Linked DNA regions of Mus musculus: all the other regions are linked to region 1. A link is a contact called in public Micro-C and promoter capture Hi-C data. All regions are on one chromosome and are shown on one strand. Each heading gives the region's core, a stretch centred on a gene start, on an enhancer-like site or on the middle of the called end of the contact. The rest is flanking DNA. Distances are from core to core; before and after follow the strand shown.

What was found. Promoter capture Hi-C pulls out the DNA fragments that hold promoters and counts their contacts. A called contact is a pair of places that touch in the nucleus more often than the background predicts.
Region 2: a contact with region 1 is called in a Micro-C map of embryonic stem cells, with 5 times the contacts expected there. The contact joins the promoter of Ssbp3 here to the promoter of Glis1 in region 1. A contact is called at or near these places in 3 of 39 promoter capture datasets (maxillary cranial neural crest, neutrophils and second pharyngeal arch cranial neural crest) and 2 of 484 Hi-C or Micro-C datasets (both in embryonic stem cells).
Region 3: a contact with region 1 is called in a Micro-C map of embryonic stem cells, with 3 times the contacts expected there. The contact joins the promoter of Podn here to the promoter of Glis1 in region 1. A contact is called at or near these places in 2 of 39 promoter capture datasets (embryonic stem cells and stem cell-derived epiblast-like cells) and 1 of 484 Hi-C or Micro-C datasets (embryonic stem cells).
Region 4: a contact with region 1 is called in a Micro-C map of embryonic stem cells, with 2.6 times the contacts expected there. The contact joins the promoter of Pars2 here to the promoter of Glis1 in region 1. A contact is called at or near these places in 2 of 39 promoter capture datasets (cranial neural crest and embryonic stem cells), 1 of 484 Hi-C or Micro-C datasets (embryonic stem cells) and 1 of 115 datasets of contacts at active chromatin or transcription factors (pro-B cells).
Region 5: a promoter capture Hi-C map of embryonic stem cells shows a contact between it and region 1. The contact joins the promoter of Ttc22 here to the promoter of Glis1 in region 1. A contact is called at or near these places in 6 of 39 promoter capture datasets (cranial neural crest, embryonic stem cells, hippocampal neurons and 1 more) and 1 of 9 other capture datasets (embryonic stem cells).

What each region holds. Positions count from the first base shown.
Region 1 is chr4:107,433,436-107,436,135 of GRCm38.p6, reverse strand. Glis1 (GLIS family zinc finger 1) reads right to left here and starts at 1,417. Exons shown (of 11, transcript NM_147221.2): 1 at 1,239-1,417; 2 at 199-496. The coding sequence starts at 454. It overlaps Gm46866 (Holliday junction resolvase MOC1, chloroplastic-like), which reads left to right and starts at 881. Exons shown (of 2, transcript XM_030253946.1): 1 at 881-1,856; 2 at 2,055-2,359. The coding sequence starts at 1,071. The coding sequence ends at 1,703.
Region 2 is chr4:106,910,039-106,912,738 of GRCm38.p6, reverse strand. It overlaps Ssbp3 (single-stranded DNA binding protein 3), which reads right to left and starts at 1,269. Exons shown (of 18, transcript NM_023672.2): 1 at 827-1,269. The coding sequence starts at 882.
Region 3 is chr4:108,030,695-108,033,394 of GRCm38.p6, reverse strand. Podn (podocan) reads left to right here and starts at 1,441. Exons shown (of 13, transcript NM_172874.4): 1 at 1,441-1,525.
Region 4 is chr4:106,649,792-106,652,491 of GRCm38.p6, reverse strand. Pars2 (prolyl-tRNA synthetase (mitochondrial)(putative)) reads right to left here and starts at 1,423. Exons shown (of 2, transcript NM_172272.2): 1 at 1,361-1,423.
Region 5 is chr4:106,621,139-106,623,838 of GRCm38.p6, reverse strand. It overlaps Ttc22 (tetratricopeptide repeat domain 22), which reads right to left and starts at 1,390. Exons shown (of 7, transcript NM_177667.5): 1 at 722-1,390. The coding sequence starts at 1,288.

The DNA of each region.
Region 1 (2,700 bases), core at 168-2,667:
TAAATTGGATGCTTCCAGGCATCAGTTCAGACTGACAGGCGAGTCCCAATCAACTACAGAGATACTGAGACATTAAGGAACTCTTAAGGAAGTTCCATGAAGTTCTAGAATCCCTACAGAGCCGGTGGCAGAGACACCGGTACCACAGACCTGACCTCAGCATGCCCGCGGTCAGCACACTGGTGCGGTGGAACTCACCCTTCCCGCTGCCGGTCTTGGACACACCATAGTCTCGAGGGCTCCGGGGCCGAAGGAGATCGTGGGCACGTGGTGGTGGCACCGGTAGCCGAGGCAGCAGGTCTAGCGGGTTCCCGTCCCCGCAGCCGCCACCACTCACAGCAATCCTGAAGGCCATGTGCGCTCCCAGGCTGACAGGCCCGCGGCCCTGGCCAGGAGCACCAGGGGCCTCCTTTGGCCTCTTGTCCGAAAGTGCCTCGGCCACCTCGCAATGCATGGCGCCGGGGCGGGGCGCACGGCTGGGGGTCGCGCCAGGCTCCTGCGGAGGGAAGAAAGCACCGAGCTTTAGAAAGCGGGAAACTCCATCCCTAGATCACAGTTTGGGCAGTCACGTTCTATTTAGTCCTGATCTCAAAAAAAAAAAAAAAGTTAGCGTCACCACACCGACCCCATTCCCTGAGCCACCTGACCCCGCGCACCGTGGTCGTCCCGCTTTCGCTGCCGTCGCCCTAGGCCCGCACGTTCCGGAGAATCCCCTGCGCCCTCCCACCCTAATCCGCTTCCACCCAGGGTCAGCCCTCTTCAGACGAATGGCAAAACTAAGACCAAGGATAGGATGGGAGTTCCCTAAAGGGACAGGGAGAGGGCAGTAAACTAGGATGGGATGGGAGTTCCTGTCCGGAATTCCCTAAAGGGACAGGGAGAGGGCAGCAGCCTGACTCCCAGAGCAGGGTCACAGGGGAGCAGGGAAAGACTCAGATGGGTCCCTGGCTGCGCACCTCTAGGTGCCCCGGGGCGGGCTGAGCAGAGCCCAGGCACTGAACACGCACCGCCGCCGGGTGCAGACGCAGAATTTCCGCGAGCCCCGCCACTAGCCAGACACCGGGCTGAGGATGAGCGCGCACGCCCACTGCGCGAGCCCACAAAGCGCACTCGAGAGCCGTAAATCCAGGAGCCCCGGCGCCCGGGAGCCCGCACAGCCAGAGTCGCCCACGCACGCCGGCTCGCACGCACACTCGCGACCCGTCGATGCGCCCTCCGAGACCAGCCATGCCACACACCCCATTCACCGGCTCACACTCCGCTCCGCCGGCAGCCGCAAGTCTCACGCCGGAGCCTCAGCATCATTTCCAGCATCATTCCCGCGAGAGCGAGGCCTCAGGGCCCCCAAATTCGCCTCGCCCCTCGGCGAGCCCCGCGCCACCCCAGAGCTCCCGGATTCGGACGCCACTGGGTCCCCGGCGCCGGCCGCGCCCCTTCTCACCTCGCCGCGGGCGCAGCGGCTCGCGGGGCACACAGCACGGCGCGCCTCCTCTGGCGCCGCAGCCCCCGCAGCCGCCGCCGCCACCGCCACGGCCGCCGCGTCCTACGGGGCGACACCCCGGGGGCGGGGCGGCCCGCTGCTGCCCACAGCCGCTCGGGCCGCGACTCTTGGGGGCTGCCGGACCAAGCCAATGGCGGCTCGAGGGCGTGCCGCTCGCCTGGGGGCCTGGGCGGGGCGGCGCGCGCCCAGGCTGAGGTTTTGACAGCGGCCGGAGCCCTGCACGCCGGCTGCCGGGACGCCGCCGGACTCTGCGGCTGCCAGAGGAGGAGGCCAGCCGAAGGCAGAGCCAGCACAACCCGGCTTCCTCTGCTCCCCGGCGGGATTCTGCTCCTCCCCGGGTCGCGTTTTCTCCCGGGTAAATGGGAATGGCGGTACCTGCTAAGCGGAGGTAACAAATACAGAAGTGCTTGACAAGTTGTTTTGGTTTTGCAGACTCTAACCAGCTCACTTCAAGTGGCACAGATTTCACTGCAAGTCATAGCAAAGCTGGCCTTTGTCATCTGAACCCAGGCCTCAGCCCACTTTCTCACTTTACTTTCGTGTTGTTTTCTAGAAAGGGTTCATCCAGACGAGAGAGGAGCTCCGCGTTCTCCTGTACCCATTCCTTGCCATGTCCTCCGCGCTCCAGGCAGCAGGGTCTCAACTGTAGGAAGAGCCCTTGATGAGGCTTCATAGTGACTAGAAGCAATGGGTCAGCCCCCATCCCTGAAGCGTGCAAAATGGGGTGTTCGTTCATGTCTCTGACCGATTTTCTGGGGTCTACTGAAGGATCTAGGGTAGCCCCAAAATGTCTCTGCATGCTGTCAACATCTCCCACTATGCACAAAATGTTTGAGAATAGAGGACCTTAGTCTTAAACTGTGGAAGTGTGTTTCTGCAACCGGCCTGGTTCACAGACTGGGGTTCCACACAGGAAGACAACCCAAGCAGTTTCCCAGCATCTTAACAAAACAAAGATTTTTTTTTTCCAGTCACAAAAAGTTAAGATTTGCCAGGCATGCTGGCACACGCCTTTAATCCCAGCAGGCGGATTTCTGAGTTCGAGGCCAGCCTGGTCTACAAAGTGAGTTCCAGGACAGCCAGGGCTATACAGAGAAACCCTGTCTCGGAAGAAAAAAAAAAGTTTTTTAAAAAAAGATTTAATTTCCTATACCTTATTTGTTTGGAGACTTAGAAACAGCAGAAGGAATTGGAAGTAC
Region 2 (2,700 bases), core at 20-2,519, 520 kb after region 1:
CTATCACCCCAGACAGAACAGCTAGTGGGTGGGTACCACAGACAAGCTGCACCAAGCCGCGGGAGCCGGAGACCGGTCCCCAAACTTGAACTTCCAAGTGGCACTGGGACTAAACCCACCTAGGTCTCGCAAACTCGCAAGCCCCTTACAAGAGCCCTGCCTGAGCCACCCTCCTTTTCCCAGCCCACTTCAGCTCCCTGCTTTAGCCCAGCTTTGGGGTCCGAACGGACTCGGTCCCAGTCCGGGTACTTGGCGCGCTCTGGAGAGGGCAGCAAAGCGCCGCCCTCAGCATCTCCCCCTCAAACAACTGTCCCCCAAGCCTGGGGCCGGGCCGGCGCCGCCAGCCCAGCCCAGCCCAGCCCGGACGCCCCGGAGCGCACCGGGCTGACGGGGAGGCCGCTGGCTGGGTAGGGAGAGCGCTCCCGGGCGAACAAAGCCCCCGGCACGCACTCCTCACGCCGCGGGCGGACAAAAGGAGCCTTCGGGGCTGCAGAAAGCCACGCGCCCCCTGCCCGCACTCGGTGGGCAAAGTAAGGGCCCCGCGCCCAGCGGGCCGAGCGCACCGGCTCCGAGTGGGACCTCGCCCACCCTCGTCGCGGACCCCCGCGCCCGCTCTGCCCCGCGCCTACCAACTACCCTCGCCCACCGCTGCCCTGCCGCCCCTTCAGGGTGCCCCAGCCTCCGCCGGCGCCCAACAATGGGCTCTCCACGCCACCGCCGCCGCCGCGGGGCAGAGACCCGGGCCCCAGGGGCACCAGGCGGCGCGACCCCCGCGCCCACCTGCCTCCCGCCACCCGCGGCGCGGCCCCACTCGCGAGAGGCTTACTTTTCCCGAGCCTGCCCGTCCGAGGGCACCGCCGAGCCTTTGCCTTTGGCAAACATGGCTTGCAGAGAAGAGGGCGCCGAGCCCGCCGCCGCCGCCGCCGCTACCGTCCGGTCTCCCGAGCTGCCCTGCTCCCGGCCCCCTCCCGGCGCTCGCCCGCTCGCTCGCACTCCGCTCGCCGCGCTCCCTCCCTCCCAGGCGCAGGCTCCGCGCTCTTTCCAGCTGTCAAAGCGTCAGCCCCGGCCGCGGCCCCATCGCCCTGGAACTCCTCCCGCGCCGGCTCGGCCTGAGCTGCGCCGCCGCCCGCCCGAAGCCTGCAGCTCGCTTGCTCGCGGCCCGCGCGCCCGCCGCCCGGCTCCGCCTGCGCCGCCCTCTGCGCCTTCAGCACCGCTGCCGCTGCCGCCGCCGCCGCCGCTGGTCTACTTGGAGCTCAACCGAACGTGGCTGCCCCGGCAGGAGCGCGGCGGGCGTCCACGCCCCGCGACGGACGGCCGCGGCGGCCAATCGGCGCGCGGGGGCGGGCCTGGAGGCCGAGAGGGACGCCTGTCAGCACGGCCGCGCCAGTCCCGCTGCGCCTCCTCCGCGAGCCGCTGCCCGCTCGTGCCCCGGCCGGGGGAGCGGGGGGCGAGCCTTGGCGTTGGGGTGGGGCGGTGACTCGAGGGGCTCGGGCGTGGACTGGAGCACCCGGCCGGCGCGGCGGGGACTGGGCGCTGCGACAGCAGGCGCGGACCCCGGCTGGCCCGGCGCGCCCCTTTCCGCGTCGGCCTAGCCCCCAGCGCCCCCGCCTCCCCGTGCTGAGCGTACCCTCAGCGGGCCAGGACCCCGGCCGGCCCTGCTCCCCTCTCCGCCCCACCCCGGGCTGCCTGTGCCCAGCCCTGCCTCCCGAGCCCCGGCCAGGGCTGCACGCGGAGCTGGGCGGCCGAAGCTGGCGCCAAAGCGCGCGGCTGCTTCTTTACTAGATCGTTAAAATACTTTGGGAAACCCCAAAGTGGAGCCGCGCGAAAATGGCCCTTGGCGTGCTCCAGGCAAGCTGTAGGAGGGAAAAGAGGTCTTGGACTAGAGGGAAAGAGAGTTGATTTCTCTCAAATTTCTGAGGTTTGCTAGCCCTGGCAAGTTAGCCTCTCGCCTTTCCACGGGAAAGGGTTCCGTTTGGATGAGGGACGTCACCTGGACGCCTCGCGACTCGGAATGCGCGCCGCAGAAATCTCAAACTTCAAATAAATGGAGCTAAATTGGAGAGTAGGGGACCAGAGTCGGGCGTGGGGGGAGGGGAAGCTTCCATTGTCAATGACCCAGGTGTACAATGGGAAATGGGGGGTTGGCAGAGTGACCAAGCTTTTTGCTCACGACTCCTTTCTGTCCACTCGAGGAACCCAAAAACCTGCAGTGTATTCTCATTGGAGTCTCCAAATCAAAAACTGGTGAGATAAGGGATGGCTCCCCATTTTCATACTGTTTTTAGAGCGCGGTTCTCTTTAAATGTGATAAAACATTGTCGGCACTGTCTCTTTAAAAGAGTCAAGCAGAAAAGCTGTGTAAGCGCTGATTGGCTGCCTGTTTGGATACATCTTTAGGGGAGCCTTGAAACTGTTAGCCTAGGTTGATTTTTTTTTTTTTTAACTGCGCTGTTCCAATAAACAAGTAACGCCCCTCCCCCTAACATGCCTCACACCAAACAATTAAAGGATAGGTCAGTGTCCTGGGGAAAACACGTTTTAAGTAGGAAAACTCAGAACTAGATTTCAACAAAATAAACAATAATTCCCTACCATTAAAGTTTGCTTTTTTTGCCCTGCCGAAGAGAGAAAAGGGGTTTTTAAAAGAAATGCCCCACGGCAAACGGATCTGCACTGGTTCAGGAAGGAGACTCCGGGTGC
Region 3 (2,700 bases), core at 192-2,691, 600 kb before region 1:
GCACTCAGCATGTGCTGATTTTTCTTGTTCTAGAAGATTTTTGGTTCATGGGTAAACCAGCCAATAGAATCCAGTTCTTTTAGCTCCACTTGAATCTAGGCTCTGTCCAGAAAACACAAGATGCATCTCTGTTGGGCCCTGTCCAATCTTGTGAATCATACCAACTTTCAAGTTTGAGCTCAGAGAAGATTGGAATTTGAGGCCAAAGAAGGCAAAATATTTCCCTTTCCCATTCGTGTTAAGTTCTTCAGTGATGGGTAATGGAAACAGATGGCTGTGGGTTCAAACACAGGCTCTATCCCTACCTACCTGCCTGTTTGCATCACAGACGACTTTTGCAATGGGTAGATGGGCCAGAACCCCAGCTCCGAATGATGATGTTAGTTACGCAGCCAAGCACAGGCCACATCCTTACTTATTAGATGGGGAAATAATCTTCCTTTGCAGGGCTGTAAGGACTAGAGACTAATGCATGGAGATATAAACTGACTGCCTGGCAGCACAGGAGGGAAAGGTCTGCAGCCACTTTAACCAGAGCCCTTTAGGGTCTCGGCAGTTTAGGTGGCCAAGTGGTTCCACATTTGATTTATTATCTTTATCCCTCTCCGAGAGCCAAGTAGGTCCTGCCCAAAGGCCACAGCACGTAGAAGACAGGTTTGTTTCACAGCAGAGGTGCCAAGTAGCACCCAAACCCAGTCTCACCCGCCTTTCCACCACGAAGCCCTTGGCGCCAAACAGTGTTGCTTCAGCTGCTAGTACTTAATGTGCCTGTGCTTGGAACCATTTTCAGCTCCTGGGAGCAATATGGAGTGCTCCCTGCTCAGTCCCTTGCTTTCTCCGCGACTAGAACCTGTGTGCTTGAAGACTCCGGTCCAGTTTAACTCTCCTTCAAGGTTCACCAAGTTGTGGGCCCAGGGCCAGTGGAGTGAGGGTGGATGGTGGGGAGGAGAAGGAGGAATTTTGACAGGAAGGGGTCCAGAAGGGTCTTGGCTGACGCAGCATTAGCCATGCTCCGGACCCTAGGGTGGGAGAGGGAACAGGGAAGGTACTTGTGCCCGGGAAGGTTGCAAACTCCTTGAGGAAGAAGCTGAGCGCGGAGGAACTGGAAGGAAGGAGCCCTCTCGGTTCTCCTCAGGTGCGGGGGGCCTGCCTGGGTGCGGTCCCAGCCCGCAGGCTGGCAGGCGGAGGTGGTGCGCTGGAGGCACCCGGTGTTGGGGGCGTGGTGCTGCGGCCGGCCGGGGCGGCGGCGCGAGCTCCCGGGAAGTGGGCCCCCCGCCAAGCCCGGCGCCGTGGGCTCGGCCCTCCCTCTCGGCGCCCAGCGGGACCCTGCGCCTGTGTCGGGAGAGGCCGGCGTCCGGCAGATGCACGCGGGGCGGGGGCCGGGGGAGAGGCGGGGAGAGAGAACCCACAACAAAACTTGGCTCGCTGCGCCCACGGCTCGACTTGAATGACAGGAGCCGGCGCCCGCGGAGCGCAGCGGACACCCGCGAGCCTGTTCCGCCCACGGCGCGGCGCGCAGCGGCAGGTAGGACGCGGGCAGCCGGTGAGCCGAGGGACCACGGGCCACCGGCTGCGCCCGGGCAGCTCTCTCTGACATCCCGCCGTGCTCCCACTGCCACAGCCGCGATAGGGGAGGATCGCCGTATCCCACCCTGTCGGGCGGACCCCGCGCAAGGGGCACGGTTAGGCACACCTCCATATGGGGTGGCGGCCCCCCTGCGGGATCCGGAGCAAGGGGCAGGGGACCCTTTTTTTACTCGATATTCAGTCCCTGCCTTCGGGCTCCTCCCGCTGCGCACATCTGGAAAGAATCTGCGAGCGGATGGGGAGGGGAGGTGGAGGCACACGGGCGGGTGACAGGGACTGTGGGGGCAGGTGGAACTGGGAAGGGGCCTGAACCTCTGCACCGAGAACTGGGACCCAGGGCATCCTGCGTCTTTTCACGTCAGTTTGTCGGGGGCTTCACCGAGTCCAACACCGACCTCTTTACATACAGAAACAAGCACAGAAAGGCAGATATCAGTCCCCAGGGAGCCAGGGCAGGTGAGGCGCACAGTCAAGCAGCGGAACTTGGTTTCGGCAGTTTAGGTGCAGTCTAACTAACACAGGGCACTGCACTCCGACCATTCCGTCTAGGCAGCTGCTTCCAGCGGAACACAGAAAGGGACAGGGCAAGGAGCACGGTCGTCCCCAGGTTGTGTGGGTCTCAGAACCACTATCAGCCTGGTGCAGGGTGGGGGTTGGGGTGGACCGGGATGGGTGAGTTGGAATAGCTGACCTGCAGTCAGGTGGAAGAAGGGGGTGGGGTCGGCTTGGGATTCCAGTGCTGGGGCCCCGGGTTGGGAGGCAGCTGCTGCTGAAGAAGGCGTGCAGGGAGGGCTGTCGCCCAGGCTAGGATGCAGGTGTGCAAGAGGTGGCAGGAGGATGAGCATTAGCAGCCTGCATGTCTGCTGGGGGAGGTGCAACCGCGCTCTGCCTGGCACGAAGAGGCACCTGGTCTGCTGGGCAGACCCCTGGGTAGGCCTTTCCTTCTCCACCTCTCCCTTTTGCCCTGGAAAAGCCCAAATGACCAGATCCCGGGCTCACAGGGCGAACACCACTGGGAAGGGCCCGGGCTGCTCTGGAAAAAGTCATCAATGACTGGTCTGGGGCTTCTGCCCCCTTCCGTACACTCTCGGAGCCCTTGGCCCAGTCTTCGGT
Region 4 (2,700 bases), core at 174-2,673, 780 kb after region 1:
ACCCTGAAACAAGTCAATTGCAATCTCACAGGCAACAGCGAAGAGCAGGCTTTTTTTGGTTTTTGTTTGTTTGTTTTTTCTTCAATTCCTTGTCTCGATCCCTACTAAGTCAGTATTGCTAGGCGCTGAGGCATATTTGTAATCCCAGCACTTGGGAGCCAGAGGTAAGAGAATCAGCTAGGTTTGCACATCTGAGTTCCAGGACATCGGAGGAAATGAAAATCTGCCGCAACAAAAAAGTCAATATTGTTTTAACTGCTCCTCTCACCCACCACACATTCCTGGTCAGTTTGCATCTTCACTGTCCAAACTGTTGAATTTCTGACCTATATATTCTCCCATCTTTGGAGAACATAGTACACGCTATTTGAAACTTAGTGAGGCAGAATCTCTTCAGACAATGGTGCCCCTGCAGATCTGAGTATCACCCTGCAAAGCACCCTCTGGCCAAACCAGAAACCTGCCCTCATCTACTCTGCTCCACAGTACTGTCACAGTTTTTAGTCCTCTGGCCCAGCCTGCTCCACCTGACCAGCCTGCACCTCAGTTCAAGATACCATCATCCGTGACTGTTAAAACAGTCTCTACTGGCCTCCTTGCATTCCTTACACTTTCAACTTAACACAGGCATTGGTAATGACAGTTTCTTGCTGCCTTTCGAGTGTACCGCAGATCTCACCTGTAAGAGGCCTTTTCCCTGCCTTCGCCCTATTTCAGGTACACAGTACATGAACACACACACGATCCAGTCAGGAAAACTGCACACAGTGTGCTTGCAATGCCTAGTGCCCTAAAGGTTTGTGTATTATGATGCCCAATTCATAGGCTCTGAGATGGATCATAGGGTCATAGGCTCTGATTTGTGTCAGGTGACATCAAAAGGCCCATGGCCATTCTGGATTGCGGGAATTTGCCTCCAAATACCACCAACGTCAGCGCAGCATACAACAGCGATGAAACTTCCAACCCCTGCTCTATCTTGGCCTTTACGAGGAGTGAGCGTACTGCGGTCACTTCATTCCTCTTTAGAACCCTAAGGCGGCTGAGCCACCAGGTCATCCCCGGGACCGGTCCAAAATGGGCCCTTTTAGGAACTCTGTGCCTCTAAGTAAGGGCCACGCAAGGATAACTAGGGCGGAAGTGTTGCTCTCAAACAGCGGGGGTGGAGATGGGGAAAGGTGAACTGCAACCGAGCACACGACTATCCAATAGCCTGTGGCGACTGAGAGGATGCACGCGAGACAGCAGACACCAGATCGTGGGTGCGCGTGCCCAGAAACTGTCCCTAGATTCGCTGGGCCCTTCCTAGCCACCCTCCAAGTCCAGCGGCCACCGATGCTCACCAGCAGCAACTCAATACCTGAGTCGGGCGCTCTTCAGTCACGCAAAGCCAGTGCGCCTGCGCCGACATGGCCGGAGCCTCGCCCCCTGTGTTTCTCACCAATCGGAAAGCCGCACTCACGGGAGGGGGCGGGATGCTCCGGTCCCACGCTCTGGAGAGAGGCTGGAGAGGTTTTCCGGAAAGCAAACCAAAGAGCCTCGCTCTCCCGCCAAGATTCCGGAAGTGCCCTCTAGGAATTAGCAAGGTTCAACTCTATGATCAAACCTTACTTTAAAGGATTTGAGTCCTGTTTTTACCGCCCACTGCTAGGCCCGGTCTATGTGGAGAGCAGGTTCATTGACAATAGCTATGTTTCAAATCTACGCTATGATTGAACAAGCCACAATTTAAATGAGTTTAAAACTATGAAACACTTGCATAAGGTCACCTGTATTACAATAGCCAAGGAAGTCTTTTTAAAAAATTTTATGAAGCAGAGATGGGGTTTAATAAAGACATTTTAATATAGGCTGAAGCACTAGGCTTAAAAGCACCAGGGGAACTGGAGAGCACGGATGTGGCTTCTCAAAGGCGAGTGTCCCTGAGTCTTGAAGATGCGACTTGAAACATTCGTTGCTGTGCTGGTTAACAACCACTGCTGTGCTTCAGAGAACCAGTGTTCGGTTCTCAGCACCCACAATCACTGAAACGCCAGCTCCAGGGAACTCCAAAACCTTCTGACCACTGAGGATACCCACCTCCACTCCCACACAAACTCACACACACATACAATGAGGCTGGGTCTTTTCTTCATTTACAAGATGTATATGTACATGGTTTACATAAGTGTGTTATGTGGTATGTTTGTATGTGTGTAGGAACACATATACACGTGTGAACTAGTGTGTGAAGGCCCAAAGCTTTCATAGGTGTTTCTCATCCATCTCTACCTTATACACTGAGGCTCTGAACCCCCTCTTCATGTTTCATGGCACCCACTTTACCTGATGAGCTGTCTCCCCAGCCCTCACAAAATAGTTTATGAATAATTACATAGTACACGCTACTGCTGCAGCTGTGGGGAAGCAGAGAATGGGGAAAACAGCTCCCAACATTCATGTTAGAAGTGATGGCCTGTAAGCTGACACAGTCAAACTTCAGCCGACCAAGTGTCTTAGTCTGCTTTCAGTGGCTGTGAGAAAGATAACAACCAAAAGCAACTTGGGGAGGAAAGGGTTTGTTTTAGCTTATGAGTTACCGTCCATCCCTGGGGTGGGGGTGGGTAGCGAGGAGTCAAGTCTCAGGACAGGAACCTGGAGACAGGAATTGAAGCAAACACCACTGAGAAATACCGCTTACTGGCTTGTTCCTCATGGCTT
Region 5 (2,700 bases), core at 141-2,640, 810 kb after region 1:
GCTTGAGGGACAATTGGAACAGGGCTGAGGAAGCTGTGAGGGTGCTGTGACCAGCCTGGAACCATGGAGGCATCCCTCAAAGGGAAATTTCAAAGCAAATCTGAGAGCTACTGGGGGCTATGCAGGCCACAGGACCAGGAGGTACCCCGGGTAAGACACAGGAAGGAAGAGAGCTATGTGGAGCCCACCCACTGTAAACGGAGTGGATGTGGGGTGTAGTGAAAGCCTGGATAGAGGACGGAGGGCCTTGGATGTCACTCAAGCCTAAGTCATTCTGCCAGCAGGAGGAGGGGAGGCTGAGTTGAGGATGTAGCCAGTGAGATGCAGCAACTGTATATCTGCTGAGTGAAACGCTGGCACAGGAGAGCAGAGCTGGAGAGTGACCACAAAGCCAGGCAGGACACTTCAGAGGCTGGGCTGCCAGAGAAAGCTCGTATAAGCTGAGGCAGTGGCAAAATTGGGGTTTAGAAGGATAGGTGGATGAGGGGAGAAAGGAGGAAGAACAATCTGTCAAGTTTTGGTGTCTGATTGTACCTCTTACTTGTTGGCAGAGGAGGGAGAAGGGATGTGTTAGCCTGATTGGAGGATTTGTCTTGGTGCTGAAACAGAAAGCTAGGTGGGCAGCACCCAGGAACGCAAAGCTACCGGGTGACCTGGGGCGGGAATGGTGGCGGGCACCCCAGCAAAGGAAATGAATGACCACAGTCCTTCCAGCACCCACCTGCTGACCATAGCCCAGCGCTTTGTCGTAGAGGGCGATGCCCGCCTCCAGCACCTGCGCGCGCTCCTCTGGACTGGCACAGCCCACGTCGAAGCCATGCGCATATCCCTGCTCCGCCAGGCAGCGGGCAGCGCGGAGCCTGGGGTCTCCAGCATCCTCGGGGTCCCCTTCCAGGCCCATGAGGCTGGCCAGTCGCCCGGCGGACGCCTCCTCCTCTTCTTCCTGGCCCAGCTGCCCGTAGACGTGTGCCAGATTGGCCCAGGCGTTGAGGTTGCCAGGGTCTTTGCGGGCCACTTCCAGGAAATGCTCGCGGGCATCACCCAGCTCCTCCAGGTAGAAGGAAAAGGTTCCCAAGAGGTGACGCACGGCAGGCAGCTGCGGGGTGGCCACCAGCTCCAGCTCCTGCCGCAGACCCTCTCGCTGGAGCTTCAGGTCCCGGGCGCGCAGCTGAGCGGGTGAGCGCGGCTCGAAGTTGAGCTGCATCTCCAGGTGGAAGTGGCCGGGCAGATAGTCCAGTTCATCGAGAAGGGTGTCCAGGTCCTCGGCTCCGACCTCGGCCTCCGTCATGGCTGCCCCTGACTGCCCTGGCCTCCCCTAGCTCCCAAGGACAGTGGATGGGGCGGCCCCGGAGGGAGCCCCGCACGGCGGTCCGGGGCACCTCTTGCAAGTGGGTGGTACCCAGAGCCGGCCAAGGGCTCGCCCTGTAGGTGTTTCCGCTTTCGCTGCTAGACAGCAGCATTGCACAAGCAGGTGTGCCTGAAAAACAGGTGTGGTGCTTTGCCAAACGGGAGGCTCACAAACCCAGTAAGTGGCAAGGGCAGATTTCGACTACTCAGCAGATGAAGAGAGAGGTTCAGAAGAGAAAGGTGCCAAGGTCACAGAACCAGGTCAAGCTCAAGGAGACCTGGAGCCTCGGGTTGCCCAGGCCGGCCAAGTCCTTCCTCCATTGGCAATGCTCCACCCTCCACACAGAGCTGTCAGGACAGGCCCTTCCAGCTGAGCAAGCCTTGCCCACTCCAGAGCTGTGTGTGTATTCTAGAGCGCTTCCGCTGAACACAGCAGGCCACCGCCCCTCCAGTCTGTGCATCTGGCCTCTCAACTGAATATCTTGGCTCTCCTCTGCTCAGCAGGGGCCCAAACAGCAAAAACTAAGGTGCCTAGGTGCTAGGTTCTACTTCTGTTTCTCCATCCCTAATAAAAAGCACTACCCCTTATACTTCCGCTTTCCTCCTCTGTGACAGGACGCAGTTCCCTGTGAGGGACCAGGAGATACCTAGGTAAAACCAATGAATGCCTGCCCTGGGTATGCCTGGGCTTCACTCATCTGGATCAGTGTCCAGCCGGTCCTGCTCCCTGCTCTGAGACTGCTGTCTTCTTGCTCTATGCTGTCTCCCTCAGGGGCCCACCTGGCTTCTAGTGTGCAGGTTGAACTGGGGTGCCCTGTGTGATAAAGCAGAGTCCCCTGTAGACTAGGCTTTCCGGAATGTCTGGACCTTGGACTCTTCCTCACTTATCCTGAGGCTGGGCTCTTGCCTCCCTTGCCTCAACCTCGTTGGAAGGAGGCCAGCATTTTCACTAGAGAAAATAGAGCTGGTTAGTGAATTTGAAGAAACTATGACTTTAGCAACTTTTTATTAAAAAAAAAAGATTTATTTATTTTATGTATATGATTACACTGTAGCTGTTCAGGTGATTGTGAGCCTTCATGTGGTTGTTGGGAATTGAATTTAGGACCTCTGCTTGCTCCAGTCAATCCCACTCGCTCTGGCTCGCTCTGGTCGGCTCCACTAGCTCAGGCCCAAAGATTTATTTACTATTATACATAAGTACACCATAGCTGTCTTCAGACACACCAGAAGAGAGCATCAGATCTCATTATGGGTGGTTGTGAGCCACCATGTGGTTGCTGGGATTTGAACTCAGGACTTATGGAAGAGCAGTCGGTGCTCTTACCCGCTGAGCCATCTCACCAGCCCTTT